Regions from separate parts of the Mus musculus genome. Here all the other regions are linked to region 3. The links are chromatin contacts, called in public Hi-C and HiChIP or PLAC-seq maps. All regions are on one chromosome and are shown on one strand. The core of a region is the stretch at or near the end of the contact, and the rest is flanking DNA. Distances in the headings are between cores, read along the strand shown.

Region 1 (2,945 bases), core at 319-2,818, 250 kb after region 3:
CATTTATTTCTCCTCTTAAGCACCATTTGCTAAATGTTTTGGCCCAAAAGTTCAGTCCTTCCATATTAATATGCACCAATTCAGGGGACGTTATGGCTACTCATTAGGATGAGACAGGGCAGGCATTGTTTTTTTTCCCCTCTGCTGACAGGGAAGGGAGGGCGTGTCACTTAATAAATATGAGGGCCCTTTCTTCTTTTGTGCAAAGTGTAAATGACAAGGCCTGCGATATATATTTCTCTGATGCCAGCCTGCTGCTTTTGGTCTTGAGAAAGAGAGGCGAGGCCCCAGGGAGGATTGCAGACTTGGTAAATATAAAATTATCTACCTCAGTTTTTTTTAAAAAAATAATAATAATAAAAAGGGAGAGAGAGTTGGCGAGTTGCCAGATTCCTTACATTACAGTAATAGATTTGCTGACCCCTGGCTTCCGCTGTAGAGAAATGTATTGAATATTTTATAATATCAGACCGAGGCACATCTAAAAACCTAGTGTTCTGAGCGTCATTATTCAACTAGAGATTTAGCAATGCCACAGTTATTTTCCAGCAGGCAATTTCTTGTACGATGATAATTTGCCAGCTCAGACAGTAATAAATCAAGGTTATAATGTCATTGATTTGTTAATTTTAACTTGGGTAGATTTTTAAGTCTCCCTTATTTTTTTTTCTTTCTTTTAAAGGAAGAAGGACAAGGGGTGGGGGGAATCGTGTTTTCACAGTGACTGAATTTAATAAGGATCTCTGTGATAGCAAAAGGCTCCCCTACTGTTTCTGCTTTGAGGTGGAAAAATGTTATTCTTGTATTATTCCTGGGGAAAAAAATAAAATAAAATCTCATGCTGCTCCAAATCTTATGCCTAGGAAAAGCTGGGATTTTTTTCCCCCCTTAATATGTGATGGCTTACCTAGTTCACATCCATTAGTGACATCGTAAATAAGCAGTTTGCTAATCTGAAATAGGAAATCTGGACAAGAAGAAAGACCCATTTATCTCCACAGCCTTCCATCTCTAACCTCAATGCAGACGGGAGGTAGGGGTTTGGGGGGGATCTGGACAGATTTACTAATGAGTATATTTCTTCTCTTTCTCTCTGCTTCTACCCACCCAAGACTCAGCCTACATTCTTTTGAGTTGCAGCACAATGAAAATATTTCTTCTGTGTAATGGATACATTTTTCACGGTGGGGGTGGGGTCATACATGTTTGCTTTTCATCTATACCATCTCAAAGCTGATTAAAATCTTCTCTGCCCTACAAATATTTGAGAATCAATCCTCTGAGAGGCACAGGCATGTTACATTACACTATATCCTTTTATAGGATACAGGCCTACATGGCTTCCTGTATTGGACAACGCTGATCTGAGAGAACTCTAATCTGTTTTTAACGATGACATGTGTGCATGGAACATTGAAACGTTCAGAAACCGATCGTAGCTTTTGTCCTCTGGTGCTGTAGAGAAAAGTTCTAATAATCAGATGATAAAGATCACATCCTGTGGGGGTAATTGGGCTGCACCAGGACAAAACTTACAAAAAAAAAAAAAAAAAAAAGACACTCAAGGAAGTCACAAGCGGAAGTCGCTGTACGAAACAGGGCTTGTTTATGTACTGTGTGGGAATGTGCCCTGTTCCTCAAAGCTCGTATTTCAACTATTTTTCTGTTTCACTGCTGCCTTTCTTGTTTTATTTTGGGAGCCTTTCTCTCTCCTTCTGAGCAACTCTAATTATATTTCAATGATTTAGAAGTGGGGAAAAACCACTCACTTAGTTGACCTACACACACACACACATGCACGCACACTCTCTGGAAGCCTTGAACAAGCAGAGCTTGTATTTGGATTGAGTTTTACCCTTAGTCATGCCTCTTCCCAGATACAAGAAACATTTAATTCCTGATTTCCTGCCTTCTGGCTTCAGGCCTCTGACCAGTAAAGTAAAGATATATTTTGTACTATTGGAGGCTTGCCCGCTGCTAAGTTGAGTCAAAATGAGAAAAGATGATAGGGGGCGGGCGGGGGGTGGGGTGGGAATGAAAATACTGCCCAGCCTCATGAACTTGCAAAATTGTAAGATAACTTCCAGGGATCCCTGGGTGACTCCCCAACCTGTTCTCTGTGTTCCTTCCTCCTCCTCCTCCTTCTCCTCCTCCTCCTCAAGAAAGAGAGTCTCTCGTGATGTCACCATCTCCATTAGACAAGGGAGCCAGGGGGAGGGAGGCACCACAAATGGCAAACGTTGGAATACCAGGGCTTCTGAGCTCCTTGGTTCCCATGGTAACAAAACAAAAGCACAACAAACCTATCTGTCCCAACAATAAAATGTGTTTTCATTAAAATCAATTTAAAATATTTTTCCAGCTCAAAATATTCAATGCATTTTTGCTCCTGGTTGGGGAAAAAAAATCCCTTACTTTCTGATATTGAAAAGGGGATCAAGTCTCAGGCTGAACAATGCAGAAAAGAGAGGAATTGGTGTATGTTGGGGGCTGGGAGGGAGGAGTTGGTGACTTCAGAGATGAGACAAAATAGATTCAAGTATGAACAAGACTGCTTTTTTTCCTCTCTCTCTTCTGCCTAGTTATGCTTTTCATTATATAAACACGTACTATAATATTATGGTGGGAAGCAGGTATTTGGCAACCATATATTATTTTAGTAAGTCTACATGAAGAGAGCCGTTTCCAGTTTTAGCAGCTGTAACGTGTTTAAACTTGGGCTGTAATGGGATCTGAAGATAACTCTCCCCCATGGGTTGTGTTGATCTTCGTGACTGGCTGAGTGCCACACAGAGGCCTCCACAGTATTACCCATGCCTCTTTGCACATGCCATGTCTGTGCATGCTCGCTAAACAGACCTGGGCCCTAAGATTCCATAAATCCACATTTGACTTTTTCTACAATGTGCTTGCTTTTGTTGGTGGTGTCTCAGATGTCTCCAAGT
Region 2 (3,110 bases), core at 199-2,698, 220 kb after region 3:
ATTTTTAGACTTGTCTTTTTTGACTTCTGTGAGCCTGGGTCACAGTTCCACATTCCAGCTCTTGGATGTCGGTGTCTGGTGTTTGCTTCTAAGGCCAACGACAGCTCTAATCCATCCAGATCAGATTGGGATTGAGAAAACATGTCCAGGTGTAAGCGTTAAAGCTCTGAATGTTGGGGGTGGGGCATGTTGATTATTGATGAAGATTCTGACATAGGAAAAACGATGGCTTGAACTTATAGAGCCGGCCTGCTGGTGCTTGGACTGGGTCCTCTCTCCCCTTCCCGGTGTGAACCCAGTGAACCATGAGTTTTTATATTCTGGCAAATCTTATCTTCAAGTGTGACTCTTAACCACAAAGATCTGAAGGTTCTTTTGTTAGGAATTTGTCATGCTCCCAAGATTTCAAAGGGTTTTTTTTTTTTTTGTCTTGTTTTGTTTTGTTTTTTAATTTTAAAATCAATCTACAGAAGTGTGGTTGTTTTTGGTTTCTTTGTTTGTTTTCCCCACTTTGCTGGCTAAATGCAAGCCCAGCATTCTCCGGCAGGGCTTAGCCTCTGTTCACTTAACTCTGTGTAAGCAAACTCACACGGATACCGTGAAAGACATTTTCTCATGATTTGAGCAACTTAGCCCTGGAACCACTACCCAGGGCCTTGCTTTCTACGGCCTTGAGTGAAGAAGGCAGCAGGGACTCCTCTTTCCCTCAGGTGCATCCTGAGAGTCCCACAAGGTAACATGGAGGAAGCTAAGGTTTTACAATGGCGACACTCAACAGAGAAAGCAGAGCCCATGCTATGTTTCTTCCAGAATATTCCAAATCTGAGGCCACCGGGATGAAGTGCCAATCGATCCTTGTTATTTGGAATTACTACTAATGTGTGGGATTTACAAAACTCAACCTAGGACTCAGAGACCAGAAGAAACCAACAGCTACTGAATACATGGACTGCGTTCGGTGTGCACTGACTTACTCTTTTTAATGAGGGATGACAGCCAAGCCTGGGGTTCTCTTCACCCCTCTTTTCACTAATGCTGCCACTGAAAATGGTCACCATGGGACACACCCCCTTCCAGTGTTCCCGTGCTGTGGTCAGCTCCTGGGAACTGGTCCGACGTCTTAGCTTTTGGAGCCTTGGATTACAGTCTTGCCTCAAGTATTTTCTAATGGGTCTGGAGAAATCCTCTAACTGGGAAAGATGAATTTTAAAGCATGGTGAGTTTATCTGTTGGCACGTGTCTAGAAAATCCTGCAGGAGGAACAAACCACGCTTGGGACCAGGAGAGCCACTTAAAAAGACACTTGGGTCTTAAAGTGGTCTTTTGCCACGAAATGTTGCGGTAAAGATGTGACCGTCTGCTTATTTTGGGAACTTGAACCAGTGTTTTATGTGCCGGTGAGCCACTTGGCTCTCAGACCTATGTGTGTTCTCAGAGTGCCTCACACAGACCGTTTCTAACCGTGGATCAATGCCAGCCTCCTGCAGCTCCACACAGCAAACCTTCCAGAAGAGGTGAACGGGGTTTTCTGTGGTCATGACATCACCTTCGAAAGTTTGCAGGCTCTCAATGTTAACAGGACAGCATCTTTGGAGCATACGGTTTTCCTTGGAGAGAGAATTCTGTGGCTTTCTGAAGACAGCACATGTCTCATGAGAAGAAAAAGTACCCAGCCCTAGGAAGGGATTGTGAATAAGATCAGTTCCAATCCCGTTACAGCAGAAGGTCCATAGCAGAGGCTTGGTCAACTATCTTAGAGGAAAGATCTTTAGTGATGGAAAGTAAATGATTGTGTGTGTGTGTGTGTGTGTGTGTGTGTGTGTGTACACGCAGCACAAATGCATGCATGTGCACATGCATGTGTGTTAAGCATTTTCTAAAGATTAGACATGTAACAGGTGGTTTCCATGTTGAAAGGAGCATAGAAAGGCAAAGTATGCTACGCTGGGTGTCCTCTTATGTCACATCCTTTTGTGGTAAGCGTGTTGCAATGGTGATGCTTGCATTAGTTTTCAGTACCATTCATCTCATTCGTCCTCCAAACTGGGAGTGATCATTCTTGTTTTCCCAAGAAGCTGAGGGTTTCATCTCAAGTTGTTGACCATGTCTGGATTAGAAGTACAGCCTGTTTGTTACTGGTTCAGCCCGGCTGGCTTGCCCTGCTGATGGAGAGAGTGGTTATAACTCAGTTGTGTAGACGAATGTGATTAGTGTCAAATAGGTATGCAGCTTCGTTGAGAACATGAAACATTGCTTCTCTAATTAGCATGCTGTCAGTCACTCTGAAAATCCCAGTGCTCTTGGTGAGTTCAGCAGGTGTGTATGGCTCAGGTCAGGAACCTAACTGCCACCATTAAAAGGTCATACTCTCTCAAGGTCAACATGAGCACTAGATGCTATTTCCATTTTAATACTTGAATTATAATAATTAAGTAGACTAAAATACTGGGAATGTTTTTTGAGTAAATTGGGTGACACACACACACACACACACACACACACACACACACAAAAAACTTGACTGAGTCTTACGGGGAACAGAAAGCTCGCTTGTACTGAGAAACATATCAAGCTAGCCTGAGATGCAAGCCACCACCCACTTGTTACCATCTTGCTGAGCATCCTTCATCCTGTTAGAGGATCCCCTAGGATACAGGATGGAGTTCAGCAGGTGGCAGCATGGTCTTACTTGAAGCCTTTGTCATTAACAGAGAGGGTTGGTTAGCTACTTCAGCACCCCCCCACCTCGCTTCCACCCCAAAGGTTTTCTTTCCATTTCCAGGATTTCTCTTCTTGAACACACAAGCAGAGGGTGGCACATCTGTCTATCTGCAAAACTCATAGTCCCCTAATGGAGATGGCTCTGTTCTAATAACAGTGATAGTCAACATGTTATCACTGCAAACTTACGCCTCGGCCTGTTTTATACCCAGCGTTTAGCCTTTCTTCCCTGAGCACAGTTGAGGCTTGAAAGCAGTTGAAAGCAGTTAGACCTGAGCTCCAGACTTAGGTGTTGTGAATGAGGCAGCTCACAGGCACCGCATCAAGATCTCCAGCCTCAGTGAGCTTCAGTCTTTTTCTCCTATAACATGGGTCTAGTCAGTCACCTT
Region 3 (3,147 bases), core at 554-3,053:
AGGAACTGACTAGTCATAAAACCCAAGGCATTCAGGCGTCCATCATCGCCTGCCTTTTAATGACTGAACTAAAAGAAGAGACATCAGTTTTCAAAATAAGGTTATAAAAATGCTGTGCACAGATGAGGCCTCCAAATATTTTGATAGTACCCGAACAAAATTGCATATATATACATATATATATATATATACATATATATATATATGTATATAATCATTGAGACAAATCACAAAACATATGTTGTTATGTTTTGCTCTAAAAACCATGAAGTTTACCCAGAACCCTATTATGGTAACTGCTTCACTTTTCATGCATTCCTAAATTACCATGTAATCTAAAACCTTGTTTTCAGCGGCCCTATATTGGAAAGTCCCTTCAAACTAAGCAGGATGATGGCAGGCTCGCTCACATTCAGAAAGAAACCTGCCTTTGCTGCTGAAAATGAAAGTGGGATTTATCAGATAGACTCCTTTAAAACAGTCACCACCTTAGTGACACACGGGGCCTGACGCATCCAGGAAATGCCGAGACCAGGAATTATGCTTTAAGCTCTCTGCATTTTCAAACACATGGATAGTTGGTGTAAAAATATATTCTTTTCCTGCAGGGACGTGACTGTAATTAGTGTGTGCCAAAACTCTCTCTCTCTCCCGGAGATTTCATTGTCTTATCTCTTTGCAGCATCTTAATGCGATTTTATTTTACTTTGTCAAAGTCCTATTAACATAAATGTGTTCTCCATAGCAAACAGTGTTCTTTTTTATGCAAAACAGGATTCAGCTGACTCTAATAAAACAGCTTGCAGTCTATTAGAGTACAACAGTAATGTGCTTATTTTGTTTGTCAAATCAAGACCGCCGTCAGAAGGCTCTAGACAAAGATTTGTCTTGTTTTCCAGAATAATTGCCAGGGTGGGGCTACGTTATGATCTGTAAATGAATAGTATCGCTTAGAACAAACACTTCATATATCTTTTATCTTCCCCTGCACACAGTTCTGAGTTTTTCTTTGAAATCTTTGCTCCACTTTTCCACATAAGTCATCAGAATGTTTCCAAAGAATTTTAACTGCCAGATTAATTATATCTTACAAACAAAGATAGATTGCTTACATTCTTTATTCAGAAACCCTGCCAGTATGGAGCAACTGGCAACAAATTAATCTCTTTTGCAACCCTACAAAATGTTTTGCTATGAAAAGGCCTGGAAGGTAAATGGATCCTTTAAAAAAAAAAAAATCAGGTTGCTCATTCTGAAAGGCTAATCCTAAGCACAGAACAGAGGAGTAAATGAATCTAGCTACTCCCTAACTTTGCTCTTCCTTTTCTTTCTTTCTTTTTGTTTTTTGTTTTCTTGGTTTTTTGTTTTGTTTTGTTTTGTTTTGTTTTGTTTTTGTGTGTGTGTGTGTGTGGTTTTTTTTGTCTTTTGTTTTTTCCTTCTTCTTAACAACTAGGTTACAGCCTTCTGTTAATGGATTCAGTTAATTAAGTATTGCTGTGACCTGGTGGCAATTTCTGAAATCCAGAGAATTTTTCCCTCTTTTAAGGTCTGCCTCCCCCACGGGGCCCCGGGTGTAATCTGTTTGCAGAGAGTCTATGTATGTCAGCCCTGCTTCCCTTAGAAGCTTCTAGAATGTTTTAATAAATTTATCAACCGAAAAAAAATATTACAAACATTTCATTTCCTTTGACTCAGGCACACCACACACACACACACACACACACACACACACACACACACACACCACTGCCTTCATTGCAAATTCTTGCCAGTATGAATCACCCTAAGTAATGTTTGCTTTAACTTTAGTGTGGTTCAACAAACAACCTTTATATGGCTGGACTTCAAAGGGAGGAGAAATGAAGGTTGGAAATATGATAGGCGTAATCTATTATTAGGCATGAAACACTAAACCACTTTTAGCTATAACTCTAAAACCTGCATAATCTTAGGTTTTTTAACATAATGTGTATTTATTGTGCCTTCACTCACACAAGCATTTATCTCCCCGTGTTTGTGAGAGAAATACTTTCCACTGTAGCGTGGGCCACTACTTGGCTTAATTTTTCCTAATATTTAATTTAGAAAGGGGAAAATGGTAATATTATAACAGGATTCTCATGTGTCCCAGCCAAAATACTTAGTGTTCCTCTTTGAGTAAAATTAATCTGTTACCAGTTCCCTGACCTGCAAGTCAGGTTTCAGTAAACTAGGCATCCAGGGAGGAGGGCAGAGGGAGGGGGTAAGCTAGGCTGGCTAGGGAGATAAGATCTCTTTCTTTGATTAAGGGGGGGTGGTGTTGGCGGGGGGGGGGGGGGGGGTGGGGGGGGGAGCTAAAAAAAAAAAAACCGAATGTCTCAACCCAGCCATGCCTCCCAATGGCAGAAAAATAAGCCAAAAGTGTATCCCAGCAGTAATGGTTGAAGACATTTATTAGCTCCGTCCATAACAACATTCACTGCAGGGAGAGCAATTGTTAAAAAATCTGTACTGCAATTATTTCTTTAATGATGGGGGGGGGGCGTCTCCAGCTCCTTATTTCTCTCCTTCTTCACCCTCCACAAACATTGGCACTTAAAAAAAAAAAAATCTAATGTTATGAAATAAGTCAGAGAGCTTGTAGCTCAAGAGAACCGGAGACAGCACTGGGAATGTATGCATGCGCAGAAACAAAAACACCGTCGGTAACATTTTGTTCTTGATTAAATTTGCGCTCCCTAATACAGTAGATTAAAAATAAGTCCAACTGTTAAACGCATTAGTGTTCAGCCGTGGTTCTGGTGCCAGAAAAACCGATACTGCTTCAGACCCAGCCTCTCTCCACTAGACTTGAGGAGCCAGGGGAAATCTGACCCCTCTGGAAACCCGAGCCCCAAAGTCCATCCATGACCCTGCAGTTTGGGGATTCCTTATTTTCGTCGGGTGATGAAATCTCAGAACCATCTTAATATTTTCTCACACTGGGTCAAAAACTCGGCGTCTCTCGGCGAGGCTGTAAGAAAATACGGGCTAGGAAAACGGAGGATGGATTGCTAATGGCTACAGTCAAGACACTCCAGAAGGAATATGAAATGAAGTTGTTCTTTGGTGTACAGGGAGTCGTGAAACTTACATCTTTTAAAAAGAGTTGTAAGCCATGACCTCACG
Region 4 (3,179 bases), core at 608-3,107, 170 kb before region 3:
ACTAAGACTGATCTTAAGGCCATGCTTTGTGGGTTATACTCACTGAAGGCAGAAAATATTTCTGGGGAAAAAAGAAGATCACATATGTTCACCAGGCTCAGACTTCATCTTTTTCAGTATTTCTTGAACAATAGATGAAAACAAATAATTTATATGTTATTATTCAGAGAGGGACGAGTCAGGGTCAGAGTCAACTCCTGAAGGTGACATGAGGTCATCTTCAGCAAACAAGAGTCTGTCCCTTTGATGCCACAACAGACATAGCAGACATAAGTCAGAAACCTAGAACGAGCAGCAAAGATAATAAACTAGAACCTGACCCGAAGCAGAATGCTGAACAAAGGAGCATGTGATGGATGGGAAATGCTGCATGCCAGGAAGAACGTATATAGAGTGGACCAGAAATGGGTACACGAAAGGAAAGGGCTAGACATGGATGCACGCAGCAGAGGGCACATAGGTAAAGGGCCAGACATGGGTATGAATGGCATGTGTGAAACAAGCTTGAAGCTGGTTCTCAGTAGAAATACCACATACCCAGTGGATGGAAACATGGAACCCCTTGGAAAAAGCACATTCAGAGAAGGACACAAATGGGTACACGATGAAGTGGTACCGGAAGCATCAACTTGAAAGCGCTCCCGTGTAGACCAAGGCTTTCCAGTGCACTTCCTGTGTTTCTGCCACAGCAGCACGGTCATCTTCATCTTGGATGCAGGAGTTTCAAGATAAGGCTTAAAGCTAGCAAGTGTCCCTTTACCTGATCCCACCCCAAGTTGTTTTACTGTTAGAAATCTAGAGTCTTCTTATTTACCTAGGTCTCCCAGAATGCATTTGGTTTAGTCCCTCTTGGTCTGGTCACTCCCCCGTGGGACTTCAGTCAGATCCATGAAAGGATAACACCTGTAACTTTCAAAGCAATCACCTTGAGAAAGGCAGGAGGCACCACTGTCTAAAGGGTCAGTCATCGGCTAACCCAAGCCACAGCCTTGCCACCAGATGTGTTCCGTGTTTGATAACTACAGTTCCATCCAGAATTCAAATCAATAATCTAAGTCCCCTCTTCCTCAGCATCCTGAGTTAGTGAGTTCGATTTTCTACTTATGATGTCTTGCTCCCATCCTGTCGCAACCATATCCATCCTTCCTTCCTAGATCTCTTCCCACTTTGGGGTTTTTAGGGTTTATTGTGAGTAGAGAAATGTACAGTTGGACTGTGTTTTACCCAAGATAGTAAACAAAGGCCCCTGCCTGGTCCCATAGGTCTGCATGGATCATGTGCTAATTATGAGCTGTAGGAGGGTGTGACTGCAGAAGGATTACCCCTAGTCATTTCTGGGGTCATCACTGTGTTTTCAGGGCCCACCTAAAATATTTATTTCAGCACCAGATATATTTATTGATCAGTGGGGTTCAATTACTTTACATTGCTTTCTAATTGTTATAGATAGAAGAAAAGTTAAACTAAATAAATTGTAAGCTAGTGTTTGCCTGTGCTGTCTTTCTAAAAATCATACCAGTGATTTTTGATATCTGGCACATGTTGAATGTGTGTTCCAGAGAAAGTGGGTGGGAGAGGGTAAGTGCCTGACTCTGCAACTCTAGACGTGGCTGAAGCAACTCTCGGTATATATTCTCACAATTCCTCTCTATCTCCAACTTTGTCCTCCAGCACTCCATTCTAGTGCAGGACAGAGGCTGTTTCTCGATGGTTTCCTAAGAGATCTTCAACTCTGGGCTGCAGCTTTCACAAATAATCTCCTCAGGCACCTCAGCCTGGCACCTCAGCTGAGAGACACCTCTCCTGACACTCGGCTGGCACACGTTTTCCCAAGACCTTTCAACCCTGCCTCTGGGGTCCAGGAATTGCCTCACAAACCACACAAACACTGATCTCAGTCAGTCAGAGATAGTTTACTGAGCACACACCCTAGGACTGGTGGACCAGTTCCAGATTTGGGAACTGAACCATGACCCCGAGTTAAAATCTTACAGGGTTTTTAAGCCCAAAATCCACAAACATCTGTGCCAAGTTATTTTACCAATTAGGATGTAGGGATAGGGGATTTCCTTAGGAGCATGTCTTTGCTGTACATTTATCTTGTATCCGTTGGTTGGGGTGGTCCACTGTGGCAGGGGACTTGCCTTGTCTAATATTCATGTCTTCATTTGTCTGCCAGGATGGGACTTGTGTAACATTTATGTCTTAACTTGCCAACCAGGATGTCAGTTACCCACATGCATGTCTCTTTCTGCCAAGTAGCTTGTCATTTCCCAGGGAGGTTTGGGGAACTTAAACTCTACTTGACCACTATTTAAAATAGAATTTTTATTTTAAAAAGCTTCTTATATTGGTTCAGATCGCTCTTATGTTGGGGTCGAACCTAGGGGCAGCTTATACTATAAAAGCTTATCCAGAGGTGTAGGAAGTGCTGTTGGATGGTTGGTCAGGTCCAGGCTTATTGGAGTAGCTATATAAAACAGTTCTGTGACTTCTATCAGGGCTGGTTTTCAGATCCACAGAACATAACAGAATATGTAATCAATCTTGGCATTTGAAAGTTTTCTAATAACAGCAGAAACATATGAGAAAGTTTCCTTATAATGGCAGGCTGGCCAGGTAACAAATACTTAGGCCCTAACACTTTACCTAGGCCTTAGCATTCCATCTAGGCCTAATATTTAACCTAGGCCTTAACAGTGTGTATGCCTACCTACCTGAGACAGAAAAGACTGTCCGGATGCTCCAGTTCCCAGCATCCAGTCTCCAAGGTGGGAGGTAAAAGGGCATACAGATTACAGATGATATTCTACCTGCCACAAGAAAAGCAAGCAAGCGAGGGAAACTCATAGCTCTGAGTGCCTCCAAGAAGAAACGGGAGAGAGCACATACTAGCAGTTTGACAACACATCTAAAAGCTCTAGAAAAAATGAAGCAAATTCACCCAAGAGGAGTAGACAGCAGGAAATAATCAAACTCAGGGGTGAAATCAACCAAGTGGAAACAAGAAGAACTATTCAAAGAATTAACCAAACGAGGAGTTGGTTCTTTGAGAAAATCAACAAGATAGATAAACCCTTAGCTAGACTCACTAGAGGGCACAGGGACAAAATCCTAATTAACAAAATCAGAACTGAAAAGGGAGACATAACAACAGATCCTGAAGAAATCCAAAACAC

What was found. A called contact is a pair of places that touch in the nucleus more often than the background predicts. HiChIP or PLAC-seq counts read pairs in DNA pulled down with a chosen protein or histone mark.
Region 1: a contact with region 3 is called in a Hi-C map of uterus, with 2.2 times the contacts expected there. The contact joins two enhancer-like sites. A contact is called at or near these places in 3 of 484 Hi-C or Micro-C datasets (embryonic stem cells and uterus) and 1 of 115 datasets of contacts at active chromatin or transcription factors (embryonic stem cells).
Region 2: an H3K27ac HiChIP or PLAC-seq map of hepatocytes shows a contact between it and region 3, with 5 times the contacts expected there. The contact joins two enhancer-like sites. A contact is called at or near these places in 1 of 15 datasets of contacts at CTCF or cohesin (the NIH/3T3 cell line), 10 of 484 Hi-C or Micro-C datasets (Sertoli cells, embryonic fibroblasts, liver and 3 more) and 3 of 115 datasets of contacts at active chromatin or transcription factors (embryonic stem cells, hepatocytes and pancreatic cancer cells).
Region 4: a contact with region 3 is called in a Hi-C map of liver, with 4 times the contacts expected there. The contact joins two enhancer-like sites. A contact is called at or near these places in 3 of 39 promoter capture datasets (frontonasal cranial neural crest and liver), 5 of 484 Hi-C or Micro-C datasets (Sertoli cells, cerebral cortex, liver and 1 more), 2 of 115 datasets of contacts at active chromatin or transcription factors (liver and pancreatic cancer cells) and 1 of 9 other capture datasets (adipose tissue).

What each region holds. Positions count from the first base shown.
Region 1 is chr10:68,103,999-68,106,943 of GRCm38.p6, reverse strand. The region is part of intron 8 of Arid5b (AT rich interactive domain 5B (MRF1-like)); the gene reads left to right. Among named protein-coding and RNA genes, the nearest start is that of Gm51770, 46 kb to the left of the region's middle. Within about 2 kb of position 1,568, at least 191 of the 459 cell types and tissues checked have an H3K27ac peak or open chromatin away from gene starts, as enhancers often do. A contact at or near this core is called in uterus, where this site is marked.
Region 2 is chr10:68,131,214-68,134,323 of GRCm38.p6, reverse strand. All of the region lies in intron 5 of Arid5b (AT rich interactive domain 5B (MRF1-like)), which reads left to right. Among named protein-coding and RNA genes, the nearest start is that of Gm51770, 18 kb to the left of the region's middle. Within about 2 kb of position 1,448, at least 13 of the 459 cell types and tissues checked have an H3K27ac peak or open chromatin away from gene starts, as enhancers often do. A contact at or near this core is called in hepatocytes, where this site is marked.
Region 3 is chr10:68,353,582-68,356,728 of GRCm38.p6, reverse strand. No RefSeq gene overlaps it. Among named protein-coding and RNA genes, the nearest start is that of Gm32748, 15 kb to the right of the region's middle. Within about 2 kb of position 1,803, at least 118 of the 459 cell types and tissues checked have an H3K27ac peak or open chromatin away from gene starts, as enhancers often do. A contact at or near this core is called in hepatocytes, liver and uterus, where this site is marked.
Region 4 is chr10:68,521,024-68,524,202 of GRCm38.p6, reverse strand. All of the region lies in intron 3 of Cabcoco1 (ciliary associated calcium binding coiled-coil 1), which reads left to right. Among named protein-coding and RNA genes, the nearest start is that of Gm32872, 6.4 kb to the left of the region's middle. Within about 2 kb of position 1,857, at least 12 of the 459 cell types and tissues checked have an H3K27ac peak or open chromatin away from gene starts, as enhancers often do. A contact at or near this core is called in liver, where this site is marked.